2 separate regions of the Sus scrofa genome follow, and region 2 is linked to region 1. The links are chromatin contacts, called in public HiChIP or PLAC-seq maps. All regions are on one chromosome and are shown on one strand. The core of a region is the stretch at or near the end of the contact, and the rest is flanking DNA. Distances in the headings are between cores, read along the strand shown. Region 1 overlaps KLF12 (Kruppel like factor 12). Region 2 has its middle 150 kb from the start of KLF12.

Region 1 (5,545 bases), core at 1,726-4,225:
ATGCAAATAATAAAAATACAAAACTAGCGCATATACATGAAGATGATTGTACCGACTTTTAAAGTTGGAACAGCAGGCGTTCCTGTGGTGGCTCAGCAGAAGTGAATCTGACTAGTATACATGAGGACGCAGGTTTGATCCCTGGCCTCCCTCAGTGGGTTAAGGATCTGGTGTTGCCGTGGGCTGTGGTGTAGGTTGCAGTTGAAGCTTAGCTCTGGTGTTGCTGTGGCTGTGGTGTAGGCCGGCAGCTCCAACTCCAATTCGACCACTAGCTTGGGAACTTCCATATGCCATGGGTGCAGCCCTAAAAAGACAAAAAAATGAAATAAAGTTGGAGTAACATACCTGGTCTCAGTTGAGAAATAGATGACCATATTACATAAGGGATGGTGAATGTACACGTCTATGTCCGAAATAATAGGAATTGAGTCATTGTCCATTCAAATATTCACTGAGCATCTGTCATGTATTAGGCATTTTATTGACACCAGGGATGTAGCATTAAGCAAAATAGATGCTGTCTTATCTGGGTGCTTATAGTTTATAGGAGATACTGACATCAAACCAAAAAATCATACAATTCACTAACAACTGTGGACAGAGCTGGGTTAAAATGTAGACCAGCCATGGATATGCCATGGGGAGCGAGTTTAATTATAATTGCAGATAGAGAAAGTTGTATTTGACAAAATTATTTTCACAGATGGTGTTATATATGTGGTTGGAAAAACAAAGTTCTTTTTTTTTTTTTTTTTTGGTCGCACCCACAGCATGTGGAAGTTTCCAGGCCTGGGATTGAATTCAAGCCACAGGTGCAGCAATAACAGATCCTTAACCCACTGTGCTGGGTTTGGGATCAAACCCTCACCTCTGCAGGGGCCAGAGCTGCTGCAGTTGGATTCCTAACTTGCTGCACCACAGCGGTAACTCCTGGGCAAAATGTTTCTGCTGGGATGCCCAGAGTGGGCGGTGAGGTTCTGGAATGTGGTAGCGTGAAACTTCCCCAATAGAAGAATGTGGAAAAGCATTCTAATGAAGAGAGAACGTCTTCTCATCGAAGTATTTACAGAAGATGGTCTAAAAGAATGGCAGGTTGTTTGCTAACCCAGAGCACCAACAAATCTGTTGGACCTTGAACGTGACATATGATGTAAAGAAAAGGGTACAGTGTTCTGGAAGGTACAGTAAGCAAATACAGTTTAGACTAGAGCCAGCAGAGGGAAGCTGTCAGAGATCTCCCTGACATTGGAAGGGAGAAAATGTTAAAGGAAGATGTTTTTCTGCTCCATACCAAGAGGACAGAGTAGCCGTAGCCCTGGAAGTGACAGTGCTGCGAGATTAGAAGGCTAGTGGATGGGCTACTAACCTCTGAGACATGTTATTTATAAGCCAGACCCTAGAGGGATTGTTTGACCTTGTAAAGAAATGTCAGTTCAGCCTGGGGAAGTTTTTGGTAGATTTCCCAGGAGATTGTCATTAGTGTTCATAGATGCTTAGCAGCAAAAGCATAGAAGGTCGTAAGGACTCACAGGCAAAGCTGCTCTTGGTTTGGTCCTGCCTTGATGGAAAAGTAGGTGTATTTAGAACTCTCTTTTCCTCCCTTCCTTCATCTACTATTAAGGTAAAAGAAAAGAGTCTTAGACAGAATGCAAGTGAAGAAAATGTTGCAAGAAGGGAGTCGTCAGTTACAGCCAAGGCTGCTAAGGGATCAGATAACCTAAGGACTGAGAGTTAAGGATTTGAGGAGGCTGGAGTTTACTGGTGACACTGTGTCAGTGGCGCAGTGGGGAGAAAGGACTGACCGAGGTGAGTTCATGTTCAGATGGGAGTGAGGCAAGGGGAGACTGAAAGTCTCAACAGCTCTTAGGACTAGTTTCATTGCAAGAGTTAGGGAGAAATGGAATGGTAGCTGAAGAGGCATTTAAGCTCTCAAGGGAGGGATTTTAAAAGAGAGAGACAGCATAGCCTATTTGTATTCTGTCAAGAAGGATCAAGAAGACAGTTGAAAATGGGTAATTGTAGAGAGGGAAGAGTTACAGGAGCAAAGTTCTTAATTGCACATCCTCTGCTTATATTATTTTGTGGAAGTAACCTGCATCTTGCTGTAATTAACCTGAATTCTAAAGTCAATTTATTAGATTGACATGAGTTTTAGGAAAAAGGATACATAATGGAAAAGGAAAGAAAATGCCAAAAGCAATAGATACAGATCTAGGATTGACAACGAAAGGCAAACAAAGGTTCAGTAAAATTTGGGTTCCATTGAGAATTTTAAAAATGATACCAGCGTTAATACGAATCTGAGATCAAACATCGCTCCTTCATCACAGACTAGAATGTACAGAATAGGTCAAAACAAGAGATAAGCCCCAAATACTTTGTATTTGTTGTTGTTGTATTTCTTTTTTCTTTTTTCTTTTTTTTGACTGCATCCTTGGCATGTGGAAGTTCCTGGCTACTGATCCTTAACCCATTGTGCCACAAGGGAACTCCATGTATTTATTGTTTGAAGACATTCTTTTACATTTGAGCATTGATAAATATTGCATTTTAGAAATGCAGAATACTTGAAGGGCAAGGCCATAACCACTCTGTGAAAATCTAACCATAGAGCTTAAAAAAAGAGAGGGACTTGTTTCCTGCTTCCTATACCTGAGCTTGTCCTTTCTCCATGTAGTAGAGGAACAGGTAATAGCACCTCAAGGCCCAGGAATGAGCCTTGGGCAGGGTGTGGTGACTGGTGGCTTTGAAACAGTCAGAACTAAAGAGCCAGCTGCGTATTTCACTGTTGCCCAATTTTCTTCCCTGACTTCTATCCTGTCCTTCTTTACTACTTTATGTAATAAAGGTCTCTTGGTTTGTTTTCTCCCCCTTTCCCTGTTTTTGTTTCTTGCTGGGTACCCGCCCCCCCCTCCCCGATGTCTGTGACTGTAATAAAAGCAACTGCCCAGCAGGAAAAGCTCAGCTTGTTTCCTGTGCTGCCAATTTTCTTTCCTGGAAATGCAATCGCCGTAGTCCAGTCTACTAGAATTTTACAAAACATATTTATTGCATCAAGAGTTTTTATTATAATGGAGACCTGAAAAATAACTTACTCTGGGTCATAAATGCATTATTCCTGACTTAAATCATTTTGTATGAATAGATCCTTGAGTTTCAAGTACCTTTCCTCCCCAGTGTTTGACTAGGTCATGTTACTGCTGTTAAGAAAGCAACATCCTCGTTTGGGCGTGTAATTTCTTTGGTCATCTCCTTTAAAAGTGTTGTTTGTCTATTATTTTTAGATGAAGCATCTTCCCAAGCCATGCCTTATTTTCCAGCACTCATTCAGGAATTTCAGAGGGCCGTGGCTGTGGGCAGTGCTGAAATGCTCACACCCCATTTCTTCCTACGGGCTGTTGCTTTTCTCAGCAGCCCACAGGAAGAAGCCACGGTGTATTTTTAGTCCTAGGCCATTTATATTTGGAAAAGGAAATACAGGCATCGCAGTGATTGCCGCCGAGCTGGTTAGAGGTTCTGACCATCGCTTCTGACCATTGAAGGCAGATGGAGCTTTGCTCCCTTGAAACTCCTCTTTGTTTCACCACGTCTCTCCTGCTATCAGCTTTCCTGCTCGTTGATGTGTGCGATGTCTTATTTCAGGTCCTGGTGCATTTTGTCACAGACTCGCTTCTTCTGTCCACCTTATGCATAACTGTCCTCTTTTAGTTTGCCATTCGGTGGAATCCTGGTGTCATCTGCCATATGACCAGAATAGTCTAGAACAGTCCCAGGCAGCTCATGTATACAGTTGTCTTGGCTTCTTGAGTGACCGAACTACCACAGCCTCCTTTGGTATAGATTCCTCTTTTAAATCTGAATTTGATTTTTATCAGCAAACCCTCTAGGTCCTTAATCTTTTCTTTTTAATGAGGTTTTACTGTTGCTTATTGGGAAGCAGGACCGGGCAGACTGTTGCTGACTTTTGGCGTATTATTCTTGAATTTGAACTTTGATAGGACTTGAGGGTTTTGCTGCTGTTCTTGTAAAACAAAGACAAGAACTGGTTGCGTAGTGAGAAAGAGCCAATATTTCTGGAAACCTGATTTTTAAACAGGAGTTTGGGCATGACACATGTTTTTCTAAATGCGTATTTTTACTCTTAACTTTGCTTATGGTATCTTTTGGGCATATAAACGTTTTACATTTTTAGGTGATCAAACATGTCTATCTTTTTTACTTCCAGGCTTCTGGTTTTAGTGTGAGACGTGTCCTCTGTCCCCTAGATTTCCACGTAGTCACCAAAATGTTCTTCTGAGATTTATTGGGTACATGTACGTTTTTAATACACTTGGAATTTACCTTTGGATTTGTTGTGAAATTAGGATACAAGTTCCTTTTATTCTAAATGAATAGCCAGTTATGCCAGCACTAGTTATTACATAAACCATTCATTCCCACAGAATTGAAATACTCCCTTTAGCACATATTAAATTATGATATATACTGAGAAAAAATAAATAAGAGTTCCGAATATTTTATACAGATATTTAGTCATTTGTTGTTTGTTTTTAGCAGATTTTCAGTAAGGAGTAGAAACTTACCTGTATTTTTTCGCTTCTGGACATGCACAGAAAGTTGAATGGATTCCATCAAAAAATGGCTTCTTAGACTCTTGTTTATCTGAAATACCTGTAGTCAGTCAATTCCTCTGTTTCCTCTGGTACAGACTGAGCTTGTTCTAAAATGTGATAACAGTAACTGGCTCAAGAGAGGAGAAGGAAATTATTTGTATCATTAAGAGAATTCTTAGAAAAAGAGAAAACTCTAAGTTCCTTGTAAACTGTAAAATGTCAAGGAGTGAGTTTGGCTTCTCCGTCCTCCACGCAGTTAAGTAGTAAATAAAAGTACAAGAGGGGGAAGTTCCCGTTGTGGTGCAGCGGAAACGAATCCAGCTAGGAACCATGAGGTTGTGGGTTTGATCCCTGACCTCCCTCAGTGGGTTAAGGATTCGGCATTGCCATGAGCGGTGGTGTAGGTCACAGACATGGCTTGGATCTGGCATGGTTGTGGCTGTGGTGTAGGCTAGCAGGTGTAGCTCCAATTAGACCCCTAGCCTGGGAACCTCCATATGCCACCCATGCAGCCCTAAAAAGACCAAAAAAAAAAAAAAAAAAAGTACAAAAGGGAAAAAGAAGAGAAAACGTATAGACAGCAGAGGGGATCCACAGTAAGAGAGAGATGATGCTTCATTCAGAGGTAGACGTTAGGTAGTAAAGGTACAGAAATCCAGCCAGTAGATAAAACAGATTGAGCAAGAGGTTAGCCTAATGGACTTTGTGTCCATGCTTTTATAAAGTGATACCTAGCACACCATTTTAATTTGCGAGGTCAAATTCCTCCTCAAGTAAAGTGGTCTCATTTGTATTTAAATAGAGATGTGCTTAAATGTGATATATTACTAGGATAGAATTTAGTCGAATGTAGTTGCTGCATTTGTTTTCACCACACCTGAGAAGTTTTCTCCCATAATATGTAGCACGTTCTACATTGACATATTGGATTT
Region 2 (5,545 bases), core at 797-3,296, 310 kb before region 1:
GGTGACCCCTCACCTAAAAAAAAAAAAAAAAACCCAAAAAAACCGACAACAAAAAAACTGGTTGTGCTATATGCAGACCTCATTCACACGTTGTTTACATTTTTTAAAACCACATAGAAATTGGTTATGCTAAAGGGGTATCTTTTTAGGGTAGAAAATGTTTAACTTTAGAAGCTCAGTGGAAATAGGATGTTGAAGGACAAACATTTGGTTGCATAAGTTATATCTTTATGGCTGCAGCCTGGTCAGTCTGGAGACTGGCTTGGGCATGTTAAGCTCCTTTGAGTTGGGGGGAGCACATTTTTGAGCAGACCAGAACTGGCAGACATTTGTAATGTATTTAGGAAAGAGGGTTTATTATTTTACCCTCTAATTCATAGCTATTGTGAAACATGCTAGCAGAAGTTGGGATATTTTTGCATGAAATTCTAATAATTTATGAACTCACACTGTCCTATAGCTGTATGAAAGCAACTAAACATCCTTGAGGGCCTTCTGTTTATTTTTGAAGGGTTTCAGTTATTTGTCTGTTAATTTGTCATGCCAGTTTAAAAGAAACTTCTGTCAGCTAAACTTTATTTTGGAATGCCTTGAATTACTATTGACTGAATGAAAATTGTTGTGCTCATAGGCCCTTAATATTTTTTTGTTTTTTTGTTTTTTCCCCTCCGGAAAGTTCCTTTTCCACAACTCAATGTCATTGGGGAGAAAATTGGTCCTGGTATAGCATTTGAAACCTTGACCTTAGCAACTCTTGGCCTGGGCTTGTTTACTACAGCTGCAGCCTATGTGTGTACAGAAAGGGAGGAACTGCAAACGGTGTGCACACTCTCTCCCCAGGCCAAGGGAAAAACAGATCGGGATGCTTGATCTGTTCATTCTGAAGAGCACCCATCAGGCATGTAATAGCGTTAGCGTTCTGGTCGTTTAAAAAAAAAATATATGTTCCTCGGGGATTACTTCCCAGCCTTCTGTGCAAGGTAAACACACATGCACTTCAGCAGACTTAGAGTGAGTTTTAGATGTTATAGCACGAAGCCGGCTGTTAGCAACTTAGTGAAATAATTTGGTCTTAAATATAGGTGTGTTTTCTCTCCGAGCAAAGATGACATAAGTGCTTAGGCCTCTAGGCCTTTATGACGGCATTTTGAACCAAGCCAGTGTGGGTTCATCTAGAGTGTTGAGTAACTTGACCAGTGAGGTGATGCTGTCAACTAGTTGAATATAGAAACGTCTTGGATGTTTTCACCACGATACAGAATGGAAAGTGTGGCATTTCATGTTTCTATGAATTAACATGAGACGAATCACTTTAAATCGGGGAGGGGGGGCGTCCAATGGTTTGTTATCTATATTGTGAGAGTGACAAACCCTTTAGTGTCAACGTCACCAAACGAGCTGTAGATGATTTGTGTATTAATACAACGTAGTTTGTATTCTGCAGAACTAGAAACGGCACAAACTCATTTGAAAAAGTTATGCCTTTTTTGACTAAATAAATTTCCTTATGCTTCCATGTTGATTCATGAACAAGAGCTAAAAATCCCCAAAGAGTTTTATTCTGAATCGACAGCACGGTTATGTTTTCCTTGTAGAAAACAACTTTCATTTTTGTAAACAATTCCTAAAATAGATTGCAGTCGCTTACCTTTATCATTTCCATTTGGAAAATACCATATGGTCCCAGAGTGGAAATAATCTGTATTTTTGCCCAGTGTTCATTTTCCATTTAAAATTCATGTGTATTTATTTTTTCAGAGTCCAAATTGTGTACGCCTTTCAGTCTTAAGTATGTGCACAATGTAAGGGTGAAAGTATTGCAATTAAATCACTGGCAACACCCAATAACCACAGCCTTAACTCATCCACCACAACTAGGGCTCTCAGAATCAAAATCTAAGTAAACAGATGGGCCTTGCCCTGTGCCCAGAAGGGCAGCAGCCTTAGGCTTTGTGAGACCTGCTTTGTGAGTGATTCTAGATCCCAGGCCCTTCTGGAGAACTGTGTGACTTCAACTGGCCAGAATTCATTGTCAGGGCGGGCCTACGGCAGCCACACCCCATCTGATGTCAGCTTTTGAGTTCTTGCGGTAGGGAACACATGCTGTGGATTAAATGGTTACTTTCTTTATATATTCTCAGTAATTATGTTACAAAAGGATTTTTCGGTTTTGGGTGTTTATTGTCATAAAAGTGGCTACTTGAGTAGTCCTGTTGCTCCATAAAAATTTGTTTTGGTCTGGCAGCAGATTACAGGATAGTTGCTCAAAGAATTCTGCTCTGGGATGGTCTTTCTTCCTGTCTTTTTTTTTTTTTTTTTTCATCTCAAAGTTAACTTTTATTTTGTTGCTGAATTTGATGGTAATAGTTTTGAATATTTATTACAGGCGTAATAATTGGACGGGTCCAAACAGTGTTGCTTTTTAGTGACAGATGCAGCAGCGGAAAGCCCTTGCTGCTGTGTTGCTATGTGGAAGATGAGGGGAAAAAAATTGCAGAGCTTTGGGATAGATTTCCCACCCCCATCAGAGGCACTAGAAGCTGCCGCTATTACAGCTTTGCTGGCCTCCACATCCAGGGATTGTGTTTCCTGTGCTTCATTCACCATGCTTAACGGTGTATATGGCTTTTCGCAATGATTGCTGGCGTGATATATCTGTATATACTACATATATAAATATATTCTCTATTTTAGATGTGTGTATATGCATAGTATTTATATTTATTATATTACATAATATTTTGTATTTATGAATGTGAGTTTTTGTATTCTCTAGTTATATTGGTATACACCCCATACCTACACCGTTCACATGATGACCATGAATTATGGTAAAGAGCCCCCTACCCACTTGAATAAAAAGGAGGAAAACAGGCAAAGTTTGTTTGTTTTGTTTTTTTTTTTTCAAGTTCTTTATTTAGTAGTAGTGTTCCCACTTTAGTTTCACAAGCAAACTTCTAACAAAACCTGAAATCAACCGTTCCCCAAAGAAAACAAACCCACAGACCTAAATGAGAACCAAGGTAAATGATTGTAAAAAAATGGCATAAATATCTGTAAAGAAAACCTTCATTCATTTCGTAATCGGGTATCTGCTAAGATTGTACATCCTGGAATCAGCACTGATTTAAGTGGCAGAGATAGCGCCGTTTGAGTCAGGCTCTCTTGCTTACTAACTCTGGATGACCTTGGTTCAATTTCTTAACTCCTCTATGTCTGTAAAATGGGAAAAATAATATGCAGTTTCCAGGGTTGTGGTGAGGGTACGATGAAATAACATAGGTAAAAATCACTTTGTGAGACTCTACAGTGCCGGTGTGGCAATTGATTTGGCAGGAAAACCAAGCCCCATCCCCCACCCCCTGCCCTAAAAGGGATGAACTTTCCAGCCTCTCAAAGTGAGCATATAAATTACACTTATGGAGAAGGAATTTCCGAGTGTGGGTAGAAAACTTCTGGCAGTCAAAGGTCATGAATTCCATTCCTGTCTCACTAGAGATTTGCTCTATGACCTTGAGAAAGTCACTCTTAAAAAAAGTCTCTCTGTAGCTGGTATAAAAGCTACTGACATTAACATTTATATAATGCAGGTGAAGTATCTGAGCTTTTCCACAGAAAACGACATGAAAATACAGTTTCCAAGATCATTTACAGAAAATAGAAAATAAAGATCAACAAGGATTATTTAGAGATTATAAACCTCCAGGCTACTTCTTCAGTGAGTCAACTGAAACTTCTATCAAGTGGTCATTAAAAATGCCCTTAAATTTTTTTTTATGGAATCATTAAATTTGTGCTGTTGTACTATAATTTAGAACAGTCTATTGAACTGCAAATCCCTGGTTAAGCCAAGATTTTGTTGATTAAGCTATGCCTGATTTATGGCTTGGTCTCTTGGTTAGACTGAAACGTGGTTGCAACACAACACTGCACAATTAAGAGAGGTTGATGATGGAGATCTTAAATGGGTATTTGCAAATTTATTGCACATGTTTTATTTATATGCACACATTTTCTGCCACGTACATTTTTTTAAAACACATTTTTGAGAAAATTACCAACACTAATAATTGACATAATTTCTCCCCAGCTACGTTTTCTCCGGTTAAGAAACAAACATTTTTTTTTTCCACACACTGCTTCCATACTCTACGCTTGCAGGAGCAAAGGAACAGACTCAAACTAGCTCATCAGTATAACTCTTTCCATGTCACACACACACACCTTGCCAGCTTTCTGTGACACTCTTCTTTATCATCCCTTTCTTGAAGAGTACACCAGGTGTGGAGTTCCCGTCACGGCTCAGCTGTTAACAAACCTGAGTTGTATCCATGAGGACCTGGGTCCGATCCCTGGCCCCGCTCAGTGGGTTAAGGATCCAGTGTTGCTGTGAGCTGTGGTGTAGGTCATACATGCGGCTCAGAAATGGGTTGCTGTGGCTGTGGTGTAGGTCAGCTGCTGTAGCTCCAATTCAGCCCCTAACCAGGGAATCTCTGTATGCCTTGGGTGCAGCCCTAAAAAGACAAAAAAAAAAAAAAGAATACACTGGGTGCTAGTCTGTAGTTTGTGGTCCCGTAGCACACGATAGTCCTTCTTCTGGTATAACTGCTTGTTGATTTGTCTTGTCCCTTCCCAATAATGAGCCCTGGAGAGCAGGAAATGAATTGTCTTCATAGTTAGTTTCCTGGCCTCTAACATAATGACTGATCATATAGTGCAAAAATACTTATTGAAAGAACAGTTTGAGGAGTAGAGTCCATATGACTGTCCTTTCAGTAGCTAAGTGCCAATATCATGGTCATTTTCTACCTAAGCCTTTTCACCTCTAATACATATATTTGACTCTATTAGCTATTCCACAACTCACTACATTTACCTGAAAATTATTTTCTTCTTGCTTTTACTCATTGGCAAATAAAAACAAAAACAAGAATGTATCATGTCAACGTTGCAGAATGTTTTTGAGGATAAACTTGTCCTAATGCCCGTAAAGCACCCAGTATGTAGAATCCTGGACATGTTTAGTGCTCAGTAAAAATCAGTCTGCTCCAAAGGTACAAACTTCCAGTTATAAGATACTAAGTGCTAGGGATATAATATGCAGTATGGTAAATATAATTAACACGGCTGTTTGTTATACATTGAAGTGGTTAAGAGTAAATCCTAAGAGTTCTCATCACAAGAAAAAAAATACCCTTTCTCTTTAAAAACATTTTTTTTGGAGTTCCTGTTGTGGCTCATGCTAACAAACCTGGCTAGTATCCAGGAGGACGTGGGTTTGATCCCTGACCTCGCTCATTAGGTCAAGGATCCAGTGTTGCCATCAGCAGAGGTGTAGGTCGCAGATGTGGCTCAGATCCTGCATTGCTGCGGCTGTGGTGTAGGCCGGCAGCTCCAGCTCCAGTTTGACCCTAGCCTGGGAACTTTCATTTCCATTTCCATTTAGGGTACAGTCCTAAAAAACAATACAAAAATGTTTTTTTAATTAAAGTATACTTGACTTATTATGTTATGCCAATTTTGGCTCTGCAGCAAAGTGACTCAG

What was found. HiChIP or PLAC-seq counts read pairs in DNA pulled down with a chosen protein or histone mark.
Region 2: a contact with region 1 is called in an H3K27ac HiChIP or PLAC-seq map of skeletal muscle, with 5 times the contacts expected there. The contact joins two enhancer-like sites. A contact is called at or near these places in 1 of 5 promoter capture datasets (liver), 10 of 47 Hi-C or Micro-C datasets (alveolar macrophages, brain, embryonic fibroblasts and 5 more) and 1 of 2 datasets of contacts at active chromatin or transcription factors (skeletal muscle).

Annotation. Positions count from the first base shown.
Region 1 is chr11:46,146,066-46,151,610 of Sscrofa11.1, reverse strand. All of the region lies in intron 3 of KLF12 (Kruppel like factor 12), which reads left to right. Among named protein-coding and RNA genes, the nearest start is that of KLF12, 160 kb to the left of the region's middle. Within about 2 kb of position 2,975, at least 7 of the 83 cell types and tissues checked have an H3K27ac peak or open chromatin away from gene starts, as enhancers often do. A contact at or near this core is called in skeletal muscle, where this site is marked.
Region 2 is chr11:46,451,927-46,457,471 of Sscrofa11.1, reverse strand. It overlaps a transcript of KLF12 not described here. Among named protein-coding and RNA genes, the nearest start is that of KLF12, 150 kb to the right of the region's middle. Within about 2 kb of position 2,046, at least 19 of the 83 cell types and tissues checked have an H3K27ac peak or open chromatin away from gene starts, as enhancers often do. A contact at or near this core is called in skeletal muscle, where this site is marked.